Regions from separate parts of the Zea mays genome. Here region 1 is linked to region 2. The links are chromatin contacts, called in public Hi-C maps. All regions are on one chromosome and are shown on one strand. The core of a region is the stretch at or near the end of the contact, and the rest is flanking DNA. Distances in the headings are between cores, read along the strand shown.

Region 1 (3,782 bases), core at 219-2,718, 650 kb before region 2:
TCGGCGGCCTCTGCATTATTTGCATGCGAAATGTACAGGACGGACGAGGCGATGGTCAGACGACCTTACTACATATGCATTAGCCGTCTGAAGAGAAGAAGGTGAGCTCGTCGCGGGCGGTTGCGTTTGCTTACCGACGTCGGGGACGGTGTCGATCTCGTCCTGCTCGCGCTGCAGCTCCCGGTTGTAGTGGTCAGCCTCGCTCTTCGCCGCCAGGTACCTGAACGCACGCACAGCACAGCAACTGAAGAGGTTAGTTTTGGTGGGTGGGTAGCTGGGCTCAAACGTCATTTATTTGGGTCAGATTCGTGCGGGCCGAATTGCGTGAGTGCAGGCCCACAAGCTGTTGGAAACACAAACAAACAAATGAATAAAATAGCAGTTCGCAATTTTGGATCGCAATTTTTCTGAATTCTTGTCTCTTTCCTGACCAGTGACCAGAGTGCTGCACTGCAGAGAGCAGTAATTGCATCTGTGGATTTTTTTTCTTCCTGTGGAAGAAATATGACGCTAGTTTGCCTTATAGAACTTATGCTTCTGGAAGAGAAGTATTGTATTTACAAACGTCTAGCTATGTTTAGTCATGTTTGTACTGAGTCGTCATATATACATTTCGATACCAAAAACACACACTTTCAGACGTGTCCGGAGGCCCAAAAGTACTTCAAATTTCAGAGAGTGTGTTATGCATGTAACGAGTATCCATCGGAAAATGTTTCCGAGCATGAGAAACGCCCTTTTATAAATTAATTAACTGGCGATCAGGAGTTTTAATTAGCAACTGATTACGTTTGCATAAACGCGCTGTAATGCGCAGAAGAATACGAAACTGAAACCAACAGCTGCATGCACGATCTGTAACGTTGGGAAGAAACAAGGGCATGTGAAGCCAAGATGAGCTCAGCACCAGCCATCAGTTATGCTAATACGCATGTCGGGTTGCTGACCGCACCGCGGCACCAGTGAACTGAAGAAGCAAATCGAGAGAGAGAGAGATGCGGTCTCGGATGGAGCATGCATGCGCGGAAGAGAATGGGGATCCATGCGAAGCTTACCCTCCGAGCCCCATGGAGATGGCGCCGGCGGCGACCTCGGCGAGCCCCGCGGTGAGCACGAGCGCGGAGGAGGCGTTGGCGCCGGACAGCCCCGCGGCGAGCGCGAAGGGCACGGTGAGGCCGTCGGAGACGCCGATGATGATGTCCCGGACCACCTCGCCCGCTGTGAAGTGCTTCTCGGTGTGCTTCTCCAGCAGAAGCTGCTGCTTCTCCTCGTCCTGCACCAACGTCGTCTTGCCGCCGTTCAGCGCCATCTCTTCTCGCACGCTCAAGACTCAAGAGGGGGAGGGGGAAAAAAGATCGCGCGCTATTAGCTAAGCGTTCGTTTGATTAGTCTTGGAGTGATTAATCAGCCTGTGGGCTGTGGTGTTTGTGCTAAGATCTTGCTGCTAGCTGCGAGGTTTTCTGTTGGTGAGGCGAACGCTGAGCTGGGAGGGGCATTTATAGGGGTTAGCTAGCTCGGGCGGAAATGACCAACTTGGACATGGGGTGGTAGTCGATGTTGCTTTTGTGGTTTTGGAGTGGGTGGCTGTGGCTTCACAAAGATTCAAACCAGTGTGAATGTCTGGTTTCTCTTTCGCACCTGACTTCATATTTTTTAGAATTTTTTTTATAAAAACATGTTTCAGATCCCTAAAAAATCCATTCTAGATGTCATTTTAATTTTGACATTCCGCCTTAAAATAAGTTTAGTGCAGGGACCAAGCTTCTACTCATTTTTTTCTTCACAACAAAAAGAATCCAAAAAGTTTAGTGTAGGGACCAAACTTCTACAAAAAAACATATCATGTTTTCTCAACCGATTCCACCTGTTTTCACTGAGTCACTAACGAAAGCTTAAGAATGACCACACCAGTTTTTAGACACCAATGATTTGAGAGATTTTTGCCATGTTTGTTTCAGCTTCTCGCCACCAAAAACTGTTGCGGACTAACAAACGCTCAGCTTTTCAGGCGACTTCTATAAAAATTAATTTGGTAAAAATAATCACTCTGAATGGTGAATCGTCGGGATACGATGAATTATACTGGTTTAGGCTTACGCCCTAGTCCAGTGTAGTGTTGATCGTAGTATTGGCTGGACAGTGTCACAAATTGTGCATGTGTATGAAGAAAGAGGGGCGTCCCTTTTATAGTTCAAGGGAACTTTACATAGGTGGTATGTTTTCCTCTAGAGAGAGAGGTCTGCTTCCTTGGGTACTGAAGCGTATCCTCGGGGTCCGTAGGGTCGAGTGTGGGTAGCTGTACTTCCGGCGTGGCGCACTGCGTCATCTGTCCGGTATGTAGGTCCCTGTAGCGAGTTTGATGGTGTCGTAGTGGCATGATGTGTTGCCCCGTCTTTCCTGGTGCGTGGATCACTATAGTGACTCCGGTGCTGAAGTCCCCCATGACCGAGGTTGACTGGCCCCACAAGGCAGACATGATGTGCTAGGGATCGTACATAGGGTTGAAAACGGACGAGTAAAATCCCGTCCTGGCCCATACCGTTTTCTACATTTGACCCGACCATTTTCGCATTTATGGAAAAATATGGAAACAGGACGGAAACAGTAGAGGGTTTATTCTATCCGTTTTTGCATGATCCTATTTTTATTTGCATTGAACCCGTATTTATTTCTTATTTGATAAATATGGGACAAGCCTAATATACATTAGTATATAAACTAAAGCCTCGTGTCTTTAGGTGACAAATTATAGCACAAGTGGTCATTGTAACCATCGGCTCTTTTCAATGACAAGTGGTCTAAAATCTTAAACAACACCGGATGTAGCTAAATGTACACCATTAGCAACCGAACAACAATAGAATGTTGCCTCTCTGTATCTATTTGTTTGATGTTATTGTACTGCCAATCAATCACTAGTCAAACATCAATATCATTTCTGTTTACATTAAATTATGAGTTTTCATGTAACACCTCGTCCAATCCCTGGACCGATGGTACTTACTCCTGGCAGCTCTTTAGGGTCATATATCGTCCCCACAGACCAACACGAGTCTTTTGTGTGCATTTTGTCCTCACTCATGCGCACCAGAGAAAACTTTCCGGTCGGTCACCCATCCCAAATTGCTCCAAGCCAAGCACGCTTAGCTTGGAGGTTTTTTCGAGATAGGCTTCCGAAAAAGAAGATTCACCTTGTTGGTATGGATAATTTATTAATTCTATTAAGTCTTGGACAAGGAAATCACCATCCCAGGGGCCAGATTATCACAATCCATTCCCTTAGAAGACCGACGTCCTCGTCGGTCAACCCCAATACAGGAACCTCCCCTCTTAGCCACGTCTGTGTGTCTAGTGTCGTCATATGCCATGCCATGTGACCACTCCGGGCCCACATGCGCCATATACCCGAACCCCCTAACCCACACACGCCCGTGAAATCGCGAGGGTCGGTTCTGATATCACTTGTAACACCCCGTCCAATCCTGGACATGCGGTACTTACTCCTGGCAGCTATCTAGGATCATATATTATCCCCACAGACTAACACGAGTCTTTTGTGCGCATTTTGTCCTCACTCATGCGCACCCGAGAAAACATCCCGGTCGGTCACCCATACCAAATTACTCCAAGCCCAACACACTTAACTTGGAGGTTCTTTCGAGATAGGCTTCCGAAAAAGAAAATGCACCTTATTGATATGAGTACACTATTAATTATATTAAGCCTTGAGCCAGGATATCACCATCCCAAGGGCTAGGATATCACATTTCGTTAGTATTCCT
Region 2 (4,108 bases), core at 504-3,003:
CCACAACTTTGGTTATGAGTGAGAACAAATCTTGAATGACAAGGTATCCAACAGTATATCAATAGAAGAAACTGATTAACAAGAGTGACATAATGGTTATGAATGTCAAGGCATCCGTTCACAATATACAAATTCTTCGTGGGATAAAACTACAAAGAGAGGTGGCGGTTAAAGCAATTCACTGGCAAGCGACAAAAGATGTCATGAATATCAAGGTACCCGTTTTTGTTGCAATGAAAACTAAATATGCTGTATTACTAGCAGAAGCATCGTCACGCATGTGACCTCACTTTTTGTTCAAACACGAAACTTGCCACACACAACATCACAAGGACGATCTAACTGTTGCATTTATTGACTACTACTACTACTACATTTAATAAGTAGAGGAACGTAAACACATTCTTCTCTCCAACCACCACGGTCGATGCCCACAAAACCCGCTTGTGTAAGCATTTTTGTTTGATGATGCAGTGGTTTAACGGCATTGCGTTGTATCGAGCGTGAAAGAAGAAAGGTCGACGTGGGTGGTGGTGGTGGTGGCAAAGAGCGTGCAGAGGACGATGCGTCGAGTGAAAAAGGCAGGCAGCCAGGGCAGCATGCAGCAGGACACAGGAAGGGGGGAAGCCAGGACAGGAGCACACACACACACCTTGACACATGCAGCTGGCAGGAAACTCACCGCTTTGCACAAACACAAAGTACTCGCTTACTATGGGACTGCACTGCAAATTGATGAGAGAGGCCGGGTGGTGTGACTGCAGAATGTGGACCTGCTGGTCACTGAAGAGCCTGAGAGCCCGGCCTAGAGCTCTCCTCCTCTCCCCTCCACTGCAACACACACACATACATCCAATCTGAAAGCAGTACTGGGGAGAGAAGAAGTCTGCCTGCCTTGCCTTGCTCCTCCAGTCCTCCCCCGACCCCCGGCCGGCCGGCCGGCCGCCCCTCCCCCATAAAAAAAGGGTGCACTGCTCCACAGAGCAAGGGGTGGGGAGAGAAAGAGGAAGGGGAACCCAAGCCCTGGGGCGTGGGGGGAAAAATAAAGCATCCCAGCAGGCGCACGAGCTCAGACAGCCTTTTCGTCCCCCAAAAAATAATCAGATCATCATCAGTCAGTCGTCTCATGCAAAACAAAACAGGGGAAAAAAAATCAGATGCAGTCTTCTCCTACAATATCAATATGGAGCAGGAGTAGTACACATACCTACATGGACATGAACACAGATTTTTAATTCCAGGAGGTACGATTTTTTTTCTATAGTATACAATTATCAGTCCAGTCTTTATTGTGTGAGGAGGCCAGATGCAGGTGTGGAGACAAAAGCAATGGTTCCTTTGACTCCAATGGCCTCCTAAGTGTCATTTTCTCATACATGGTGATGCCTGCCCCTCCTTAACAACAAGATAATCTCATATTCTCTCTCTCTTTTCCCCCCTTCTTTGCTTCCTAGCTACCTCCTCCTTTATTTCCCTCTCTCTCTCTCTCTCTCTAACTTTTTATGATACTAGTAGCAATAAGGAGGAACAGCACAAGAGACCAGTTCATCCCTGGTTGCCTCTCACAGTCATCTTCTTGACAAGAGAGAGAAAGAGAGGAGAGAGTAACTCCAGTACTGGAGACACAGACACCCACCAAGGCCAAAGCAGAAGCACAAACGAGAGAAGAGAGCCCCCCCCTCTTCCACACAACACCAAGAACCTTCTCTTCCTCCTCTTGTATATATCCATCAATCGCATGAGCCCTCCTCCAAGCTAGCCGGGCATGAAGAGAGGAGAGACCGCGGGGTGGGAACTGCAAGCGTCGTGCGATCAGGAGAGAGGGGCGTCAGCCGAAGGTAGACGGCGGGCGATGGAGGCGAGCTCGGCCGCGTCGCCGGACCTGTCGCTGCACATCAGCCTGCCTAGCAGCGCGGCGGGGTCCGGCCCGTCCGGCAGGCGCGCCGCCGTGGGGGGAGGAACGGGAGGAGGAGGAGGCGCCGGGGGAGACCCGTGGCGGAGGCTGAACGGGTCCACAGCGTCCACGGAGCTGTCCCTGTCGCCGCCGGTCGAGCAGGAGCACGCGGACGCGCTGCCGTGGCGACACCGGCCGTCGGCGGCGGCCGCGTCCTCCGCGGCCACCACGTCGGCGGGCGCCACGCTGATGCCCGCCATGCCGATGCTTCAGCCGCTGGACGGCGGGGGCGGGCTAGGCGCCGGCGCCGGCGCAGGAGGGGGAGCGTCGGTGGCGCTGCCAATCCGAGGGATACCTATCTACAACGGCCCGGGGGGCTTCCCGTTCCTTCCGCCGGCCTCCGGGGCCGACGGCGCCCCCCTCCACCACCACCAGCAGCAGCAGAAGCTCGGGTTCTACGGCTCGTACCACCCGAGCACGTGGCCCTCGTCGCTCGGCTCCACGTCGCCGTCGCCGTCGCCGCTCGCGCCGGGCACGCCGCCGTCCCCGCTGCTGGACCCAGCGTCGGCGGCGTTCCTGTCCCCGGCCGCGCATCACCACCACCGGATGCTGTCGGCATCGGGCCGGCTCAACGGCATGCTCACCGACACCCTCCGCGGCTACGGCGCTGGCGGCGTCGGCGGACTGGGCGGCATCGTCGGCGGGCACCACCACCACCACCACCACCTCCACGGCGCGCAGCCGTTCGGCCTGGGCTCCCGGTTCATGCCCAAGCTCCCCGCCAAGCGCAGCATGCGCGCGCCGCGCATGCGGTGGACGAGCACGCTCCACGCCCGCTTCGTCCACGCCGTCGAGCTCCTCGGAGGCCACGAGAGTGCGTGCCCCCCGGCCCCCGAACAACAGCAACCACGGCTGAATTACACCTCCGATCCCCGTCCTCCGATCCCTGTTCTCAAAATAAATATATCTCCCTCTCCCTCGCCTGCAGGGGCTACGCCCAAGTCGGTGCTGGAGCTCATGGACGTGAAGGATCTGACCCTAGCCCACGTCAAGAGCCATCTCCAGGTACGCGCGCTAGCACTTCGGCCATTGCCAACCAACCATCTCCGAAACTCTGGGCTCCGAACGAATTCACCTCCATCATCGCATTCGCAGGAGAGCCTTGTGATTTCCTTCGCCTCCCTCCTCGCGCCATTCTTCCTTTCTTTTTTCTTCTCTTGTTTGGGTCAGACAAGAACGCCAATGCAGTAACTCCAGACGGTGAATGAAACGGTCCGATGGGCGGGGCCTCGTTCGTAGCCAAGAAACTGCCATTCCTGGCGGAGGAGAGAGATGCATGGGTGTGGGGATGTGTGTGGATGAGAGAGAAAGAGGGCAAAAGTAGTCATCATTACACAATAATGCAGTGTATGTGCATCCGCGCCTAGTTAGCGTATGTGTGTGTAGGTGTGTGCGCGCACGGCCCAAAGCACTAGTCACAGCTTCAGAAAGAACCATGGCCAGAGGAGAGAGAGAGAGAGAGGGCATCATAGTATTTCCATGTGTCCATTTGCTGGTGTTCTCTTGCGCGCCGATCCGCCTGCTCATCCATTTGTTTGTCTCCTACTACACCTCCCATCCCCACCAGTGATTTCTGGTTTGCATTGCATTGGCCTGTGAGCTCATCGCTTTGCTTTTTTTTGTGTGCTTTCCTCGCTTCCCCCCTTTCTCAGATGTATCGGACCGTGAAGAGCACTGACAAGCCTGCGGCGTCATCAGGTACCGCCGCTAATCCACAATGCCACGCGCTCATCGGGTCCCGATTTACTACCTTATTAGATCGGAGCCGGGGGGACTAATCAAATCAATCACACTGCTAATATAACGGCTGGTATACGGTGGCGGTGCGTGTTCAGGGGCGAACGACGGCGGCTCCGGCGACGAGGACTTCGCCGGCGGTGGCCAGGCTGGCTCCGGCGGCGAGAACATGTGCGCGAGGCCGTTCGGGGAGCACCGGTCCACCTCCGAGGGTGCGGCGAGCTCGGTGGGCGGCGGCGGCGGGGGCGACATGGACCAGTCTTCGGCAGGCAACGGCAGCACCAGGTGGAGCAACTCGTCAAGGTACTCAATCCTGCACAAGCGCGACTACCCGTACTAATAATAAAAAGGGCAGCATCATGTGTGTTTGCGAGCGTCTGTGATGACCTCATGAAGCCTCTGGCCTCCTTTACTTTG

What was found. Hi-C and Micro-C count contacts between places; a contact is called where the count stands out from the background.
Region 1: a contact with region 2 is called in a Hi-C map of bundle sheath, with 4 times the contacts expected there. The contact joins the promoter of LOC103632716 here to the promoter of LOC100280930 in region 2. A contact is called at or near these places in 2 of 25 Hi-C or Micro-C datasets (bundle sheath and leaf).

The regions. Positions count from the first base shown.
Region 1 is chr7:112,562,285-112,566,066 of Zm-B73-REFERENCE-NAM-5.0, reverse strand. LOC103632716 (vacuolar iron transporter 1.2-like) reads right to left here and starts at 1,468. Exons shown (of 3, transcript NM_001319724.1): 1 at 1,056-1,468; 2 at 135-220; 3 at 1-10. The coding sequence starts at 1,309.
Region 2 is chr7:111,915,891-111,919,998 of Zm-B73-REFERENCE-NAM-5.0, reverse strand. LOC100280930 reads left to right here and starts at 1,753. Exons shown (of 6, transcript NM_001366637.1): 1 at 1,753-2,768; 2 at 2,883-2,959; 3 at 3,607-3,652; 4 at 3,790-3,994. The coding sequence starts at 1,766.